Regions from separate parts of the Mus musculus genome. Here region 1 is linked to region 2. The links are chromatin contacts, called in public HiChIP or PLAC-seq maps. All regions are on one chromosome and are shown on one strand. The core of a region is the stretch at or near the end of the contact, and the rest is flanking DNA. Distances in the headings are between cores, read along the strand shown. Region 1 holds the start of Adora2b (adenosine A2b receptor). Region 2 overlaps Specc1 (sperm antigen with calponin homology and coiled-coil domains 1).

What was found. HiChIP or PLAC-seq counts read pairs in DNA pulled down with a chosen protein or histone mark.
Region 1: a BATF HiChIP or PLAC-seq map of CD8 T cells shows a contact between it and region 2, with 8 read pairs. The contact joins the promoter of Adora2b here to the enhancer-like site in region 2. A contact is called at or near these places in 5 of 39 promoter capture datasets (the C10 cell line, cranial neural crest, macrophages and 2 more), 2 of 15 datasets of contacts at CTCF or cohesin (CD8 T cells and the NIH/3T3 cell line), 4 of 484 Hi-C or Micro-C datasets (Th2 cells, bone marrow-derived dendritic cells, bone marrow-derived macrophages and 1 more), 15 of 115 datasets of contacts at active chromatin or transcription factors (CD8 T cells, the NIH/3T3 cell line, bone marrow-derived macrophages and 7 more) and 4 of 9 other capture datasets (adipose tissue, liver, macrophages and 1 more).

The regions. Positions count from the first base shown.
Region 1 is chr11:62,247,207-62,250,905 of GRCm38.p6, forward strand. It overlaps Adora2b (adenosine A2b receptor), which reads left to right and starts at 1,778. Exons shown (of 2, transcript NM_007413.4): 1 at 1,778-2,230. The coding sequence starts at 1,896.
Region 2 is chr11:62,165,275-62,168,845 of GRCm38.p6, forward strand. All of the region lies in intron 12 of Specc1 (sperm antigen with calponin homology and coiled-coil domains 1), which reads left to right. Among named protein-coding and RNA genes, the nearest start is that of Gm39985, 21 kb to the left of the region's middle. Within about 2 kb of position 2,022, at least 31 of the 459 cell types and tissues checked have an H3K27ac peak or open chromatin away from gene starts, as enhancers often do. A contact at or near this core is called in CD8 T cells and Th2 cells, where this site is marked.

The DNA of each region.
Region 1 (3,699 bases), core at 528-3,027, 82 kb after region 2:
TTCAGCTCCATGCGCCATAGTGATCACTGCCAAACGCCCACTTTGCAGCTCACTCCTAGAAGCCTCTCTTTCCTCTTCCCATTTCAAGTCGTGTACCCGTTATCTGACCTCTCTGAGGTTCCAGCTTGTCATCTGTGTTAAGAGGCAGAAGCCAGTGTCAGGTTCTTCGTGAAGGTGAAGCAGATGCTATCAAAACTCAGGTGACCAGGGCCAATATTTTGTGGAAAACATATAAATAGTAAGGTATTTTTTTAAATAAGGTTTTTTTTTTTTTTCTCAACACAGAAAATAGAAAAAAAGACGGGCGTGGTGGTGCACTTGGGTGGCAGAGGCAGGCAGATTTCTGAGTTCGAGGCCAGCCTGGTTTACAAAGCGAGTTCCAGGACAGCCAGAGCTATACAGAGAAACCCTGTCTAGAAAAAAACAAAAACAAAAACAAAAACAAAACAAAACACCCCCCAAAAAAAACACCAAAAATCCAAAAAAACAAAAAACAAAAAAACCAAACAAATAAACAAAAAAAAAAAAAAAAAAAAAAACCAAACCCTTAAAATACCCAGATAGAACATGTACTCTGTGTGCTTTGGTGATTTTGTCTATGCTATGAGTGGGCTCGTGGGGGATTTGCTGTTAATATTACAGCTAACCCTGAAATGTACTTTATATATATCATACAGCCATGCAGAAAGTGTAATTCAACGCACTTTTCCCCTCCCCCACGCCCATACTCATACTCAGAGAGAGCTAATCCAGCCACAACATTAAAAAAAAAAAAAAAAAAAATCAGCCCGGCGTGGTGGCGCACGCCTTTAATCCCACCACTTGGGAGACAGAAGCAGGCAGATTTCTGAGTTCGAGGCCAGCCTGGTCTACAAAGTGAGTTCCAGGACAGCCAAGGCTACACGGAGAAACCCTGTCTCGAAAAACCAAAAAAAAAACCCCAAGAAAAAACCCGTTATTCTTCAAAGAAGCTGTTTAGAGGTCACCCGTGTTTTAGTTCAGCTTAATCTTTTTTTTTTCAGTCATCTTTGTTGTGTTGACAAACTCCTTAACCATCCTGGCTGGTGACTACAGGTAGCAGCTTCCGCGGGGCAGAAGCTGTGTTCTAGAAGGATTAAGGACTCCAAACGCCAAGGAGCAGCCAGGGCTCGCTAGGAGAGAAGTGTGGAGTTGAAGGCGGTGGAGGGCGCTGGGGGCTTCTTACAGGTGGCAGGAAGGACAGATCACCCACAGGTGTGGGCGCTCAGCACCCTTCTTGGAGTGGATGAAGGCGGCAGTGTCTGGGAAGAGGCGGCGCCGCAAGTGAGCGGAAGCCGGTCTTGGATAAGTGGGCTGGAGAGCGCAGGGCTGAGCCGGCGAGCACCCTGGCGGGGCAGCGGAGACCACGGGATCGGGTGGATTAGGGGCCGCGCGGAGAATGCAGCACTGAGAGGAAGCCCGGGCCCGGACCTGGGGTGCAGCTCCGGTGCTGGGGAGTATGGACACCTTGCAGGGGCGTCAGTTCAGAGTGTGCAGATCGGGCGCGGGACAGGGTGAAGTCTGGGACTTCGCGCTCGGGCGGGAAGTGGTGAAGCTTCGAGGTGTCTTTCCTGAATGTGTCCCTCTCCCGCCCGAGGGAAATTCGGGAACCCATCCTTCCCCGAGCTCAGGAGCAGCTGGAGCAAGGACCCTAGGCAGGGGGCGGGGCCAAGACCGGCTCCTGGCAGCCGGCCAATGGGCGCCGCCCCCGTAAGGCCACGCCCCCGCCCCCGTCCGGAGCGCACTGGCTGGGCGGCGCAGACCCAGCTTGGGACGCGCGGTCTCAGCGCTGTGGCCATGCCTGGCGGCACCCTAGCAGCTGTCCTGAGCCCGACACTACCCCAGTAGAGGACTCCCCGGGCCCGGCTGGCCCGGCCATGCAGCTAGAGACGCAAGACGCGCTGTACGTGGCGCTGGAGCTGGTTATCGCTGCGCTGGCGGTGGCGGGCAACGTGCTGGTGTGCGCCGCGGTGGGAGCCTCGAGTGCATTACAGACCCCCACCAACTACTTTCTGGTATCCCTGGCGACGGCAGACGTGGCCGTGGGACTCTTCGCCATCCCCTTTGCCATCACCATCAGCTTGGGCTTCTGCACGGACTTCCACGGCTGCCTCTTCCTCGCCTGCTTCGTGCTGGTGCTCACACAGAGCTCCATCTTTAGCCTCTTGGCGGTGGCTGTCGACCGATATCTGGCCATTCGCGTCCCGCTCAGGTGAGACGAATCTTTCTTGCCTTGGCCGGGTTAAAGTTCTAAAGAGGGGCGCCCTCTCCAGGCCCACGGTTTTACTTTCTGGACTCCCAGATGGGCCAGATTAGGAGCACGCTGGGCACTGGAGTGGAGGACGCACTTTCTCCAGCACGCTTGTTCTGCCGGCTATCAAGACTCTCCTGGGTTGACAGAACAGGCCACTGACTGGGTCCCCTTTTGGAGTCAGGGATGCTCTAATTGCCCCTAGTTTAGGGAATCTGCATAAGAACACCCTTAGGGGCGTTGAGAAGTGCTCGTCCGACGAGTTACCTGCCAAGGAAGGGCTCAGGAAGCTCTAGATTCCTTAAGTTTTGTGGACGTTCCCGGCCCTCTGGAGAGACAGAGCTGCTGCCCGGAGTCGGGCATGCAGATCAAAGCTGCTGCCAGATGCAGTCCTGTGCGGAAAGGGCGCGGAGAAGCTTCAGCTAAGAACGAGGCAACTTTAGACGCTGGAATTGGTACTTTTAGAAGGGTCATAGGGTCTAACGACACAGCTTTAAAATGTGCCTACTTCGAAATGAGGCAGCCAGGCTCAACTCTGATGGGAAACTCTAGGAACATTGGTCCCTACTAGCTTCGCGGTGGCTCAAAGTATTCCCAGACATTTTAAAGAGCTACTGTGCTTACTGGTTCAGTGAACACTGACAAGACAGTCTTAGAGCCTCTAGCCCATTGTGTAACCTTATTTGTATACTGCTGCAGTGCCCAGGAGCCTGAAGAGGCCCAGAAAACTGGTGAGGGCTCCCTGTTCGCTGGCTCTCAGAGTATACCTAAATCACTTTCTCCTTATTCCATGATGGGAAAACAGGATCCAGGGCAGGGAGTCAGTCAGTTGGGGAAGTGGCTTCCACTTGTAGCTAATAAATTTAAAGTTGAGTTTGCTGCTCCTTGGTAGTGCCTGGGCCCTTTAGCATTTCTGAAGTGAGCTTTGGATCTCTTTAGAGTTGGAGCTGAGTTGAGGAAACTGAGTCACAAGAGTAGGAAGAGAAAGGCAAGAACTCCGTGGGCTCTGACCGTGTGCCTGGCAACTCTAATTAAATGTACATTCTTTAAACCTCGAAGCGTCCAGAGGACAGACACTGTCACCTGCATACTGTAGATGAGGTTGTGGTTCCGGATGCTGTGTCCGGCAGAGTGGCACTGTGTCCTCAGCCGTCCACCTGTCGTCTCACAGGGCTGTGTGTGAGATACCAGTGTTTGAGAGATGTGAAAAGGGATCCCCTTGCTGTTTCTAGAAGAGGATCCTGATGGTAGTAAGCTGGCGTTTATAGGAGAAATGTGTCTAGGGAATTGATTGGCAAAAAGCTCCTACAAGCTCTTGTAATAGGCAGGTGTGAAGAGCCTGGTCCCTGTGGCTTGTGGCTTGAGTCCCAGATGGTACAGGAAGCCCCTGCTTGTGTGTGGGTGGGTTGCTCCACATCCCCTGCCTGTGG
Region 2 (3,571 bases), core at 772-3,271:
GTATGGTAGTTGAAACTAGAAGAAAACAGACTAGAAGAGCAATCAGCCTCGACTGTGGCTGAGCCCAGTGCGGTCGTCTCTGGCTGGGTGCTGTCATTTCTCTACTGTAGAAGTGGATCCAGGGACAGACAAGAGGAGTTCAAAGACAATTATAGTTTTCAGAAGAAACTGACCCTTTGTGGTGTGGTGTTATAATTAAATGGCAGGGAGGAGATCGACAGTATATTTCCAGTCAGTTGAGAGAAAAATATTTCCTGCTAACAAAAACTTGTTTTGTAAATGCCTTGGATTAAGTTTTCAGGATACTTTGTTTGATGAAACCCACAGCTTACTATGTCTGAAGAATATTTTTCACTCATTGTTAAGTGTCTGTAAGTTTAGAAAGAATTATAAATCACACATGTGTCTACCTTTCACAAACTAGTGTTTAGCTAGACCAGTTTGTTCACAATGGTGTCTGGAGCTCTCTGTACTTACACTCACAGAATTTAAAAGACAAAACCAATTATTGAAAGTTTAGATGTTTCATAATCTCTTTGAAGACCATATGGGTTTTCACTTCAAATAACTTTCTACCTTGCAGTCTTTCTACATAGCCAGGTGTTGAGTTGAAATGGACAGCGAGGAAGGGAAGCCTTTAAGCACCAGTTCTCTGGCTCAGGGTCCCTGCCTGACAGCCAGTAAGAAGCGTTGAGCATCAGAATGTTGAGGTCTTGTTGATGCCCACAGTGTTTCTTTGTGGGGTGCTCTATATTTGTGAGGTTCATGGCTACGAGTGCAGCAGCCAGCTGGGCTGAGGACAGGTTTCCTTTCCTTCTGCCTTCCTTCACCAAGGGACATTGATCTGGATTGTGTGGAATTCACTGCAGATCTCTGCAGAGCCCTCTGTTCATCGCCCCCTAAGCAGCACAAGGCATAATTGTCTCCATGCACCTTGGCTGTGCTCCTAGGGCTTTGCCGTGTCCTGGGCTCTGGTGGACACTGGCAATTCAGTCCAGGTTACGGCAAAGTTAGCAAGTGTGAAGTCTGCTAAGACGACTTGACTTAAGAAACTGATTCTTTCCAGAGCCTCTGGGTAAGGTCCTGCCCCCAACATGTGGAAACAGAAACAGAGAAAGTTGCTAAGCAATGCTATTTACACCACTCCATCTACAACCAGGCCACATACAAACTTCACAGCTCTTTCTGCAGACTTGAATGTTAGCTTCTGCTAAACTAGATGGGAAAGCAATGGGTCTTTTCTTGTATTCTTGTCATTCTTCTATACTCTACTTCTTTTTCGGCCTGCAGACTCTTGACATCTTGAGGTGCATAACTGTCAAGAGTACACTTTCGGCTGGGGCTCTCCATGCTGCCCACATATCTGAATTGCCAGAATTACCTATCTTAGCCCTTCCACGTTGCTACAAAATACCACAGATCAGATGGTTTACAGACAATAGGAAGTTACTTTTCATAGTTAAGGGTTGGGAAATCAAAGATCAAGGCAGATCTGTGATGAGGAAGGCCTGTTCCTGTTAATAGGTGACAGGTTTGGCTGTGTCCTTGCATGATAGAAAGGAGTAAGACAATTCTCAACCCCCTTTTGTAAGGACATAATCCCATCAGGGGACCCAACCATCTTCCCAGGGCTCACCTTGTAAAATCGTCGCCATGGTGATCTGAGGACTGAGCTGCACTCACAGCCTTTCGCCCATAGCTTTAGTGGAATAATTTAAGCTCCCTTAGAAAAAGTGATTGAGTAAGAAAACTCCATCACCAAGATGGTTTCCTCCCAGAGCCTTCCATTGTGATTCACATTTTAGCTTCCCATTCTCACCAAGGCCCAACGTTTACAGCCTGCTTCACAGGCACTGAGACCAGAGAGGAGTGAGACTGAACTGTAAGCTGTGTCAAGGCTGAGAGGGGAGCCGTAGTTAAAAGCTGGATGCTGTGTCCTTGGGGTTATGTGCTTATGTGCACGACCCTGAGTTCAGAATCCACGCCAGTAGGCAGGGATCTGAGTGCTGCTGTCAGCACAGGTTTGTATTGCATCAGCCTGAGGCTAGCAGCATCATCATAGCAACTTCTGATAGTTACTTTTAAACCTGACCTGAGAGATGATTAAGTGAGGATTGAACATGAAGTAAAGAAACTAGTTTTAAGCTACAGTTAGAAGGCCACCAAAATAATCATTCATAGTGTTGATAGAAAAACAAACACAACCCGGACAAAAACACCAGAGCTCTCACCTCAAAGGGAATAAGAGATAGTTTATTCTAGAACTGAATTTGAGTGATCATATCCCAGGAAACACAGAGCTAAGTTACCCCAGGTTCCTTGTTCCAAGGTGGGAGCAGTTTGGTTTAGCTTTATGGTAACAAAACAAAAAGTATCAAGGTATTTTAAAAATACAGTGGAGGAAACACGAGAGAAGCAGTTAGAGCAAGATGGGAGAGTCTCTCCTAAGAGATCCGGATGCTGTCTGATAACATTCTTAGCTTTTGGCTTGGTGGAAGTCATAATTTCCAAAAGGTCTGTCTGTTAATCACAGTATGTTAGGTTTGGCACAGAGATGGGCAAAAAGTGGCTATTTAGAGGGCTAAAGCCCAAGAGGAAGTATACTTTAGGCTCTGGATCTGCAACATTCCAACCTCTTCATATCATTGTAGTTCTACTCAGTCAGTCAGCCTTTGCAAATGTGGTATGGAAGGCATCCCAAGCAGAGGGAAGGAGAGGATCGTGTTTGGGCTAACGAACGGGCAGGTAGGAAAGGAGCTGTCAGGGCAGGATAAGAAGCCGTTTCTGCTGGAAGTGCAGCTGAGCTCCTTCCTGTCAGTCAGGTTTTAATTAGCCTTGCTGTGTGCAAGGAAAAGGGCACACCTGAGCTGTGCCTTTCTTTGCATTCCTCACTTGCCCCCAAGGAAAGAGAGGCATGAATCCTGCGCACACACTTCTCCCCCAAGAGGTGTTAATGTCTGCTCTGTAGCACAAGCCCTGATGATCCCCTGTGACTCAAGATTCCTGAGCACAGTAGAGAAAACTGCATGTACATGGCTTCTTTTAAATCTCCAGCAGGCTGGGTGTGGTAGTACACATTGTCATCACTGCGAGTTCAAGGCCAGCCTCATCTACACAGAGAATTCCAGGAGAGCCAGGGCTACATAGAGAGAGTCTGTCTCAAAACATCAAACAGGGCTACACAGAGAAACCCTGTCTTGAGAAACCAGCGAAACAAAACAAAGTCACTAGCAGGAGATGGAGGGTTAGCTCAGTTGAAATTTGTGAGCACTGAACTTCTATACAGAAAAACAAAGTAACAATATAAGTCACAGACATTTAAAGTACTCAAAAATACAAAATTGTGTTGTTTACCACAAAGTGTGGCCCTGGCATAACGGGGCCTAAAAATTAGGCAAACTAAAGTCTTACGCAATAGCCAACTTTATTCCTTGCATCAGACGATTTATACTCTGCGGTTTAAGAAGAGTCACCTGAGTAAAGTGTCAGTCCCAAGGACAAGCCCCACATTGCAAAGAGGCATGTGAACGAGTAACAATGGCCAGTGGCAAAGAGTAAAGTAAACTCACTT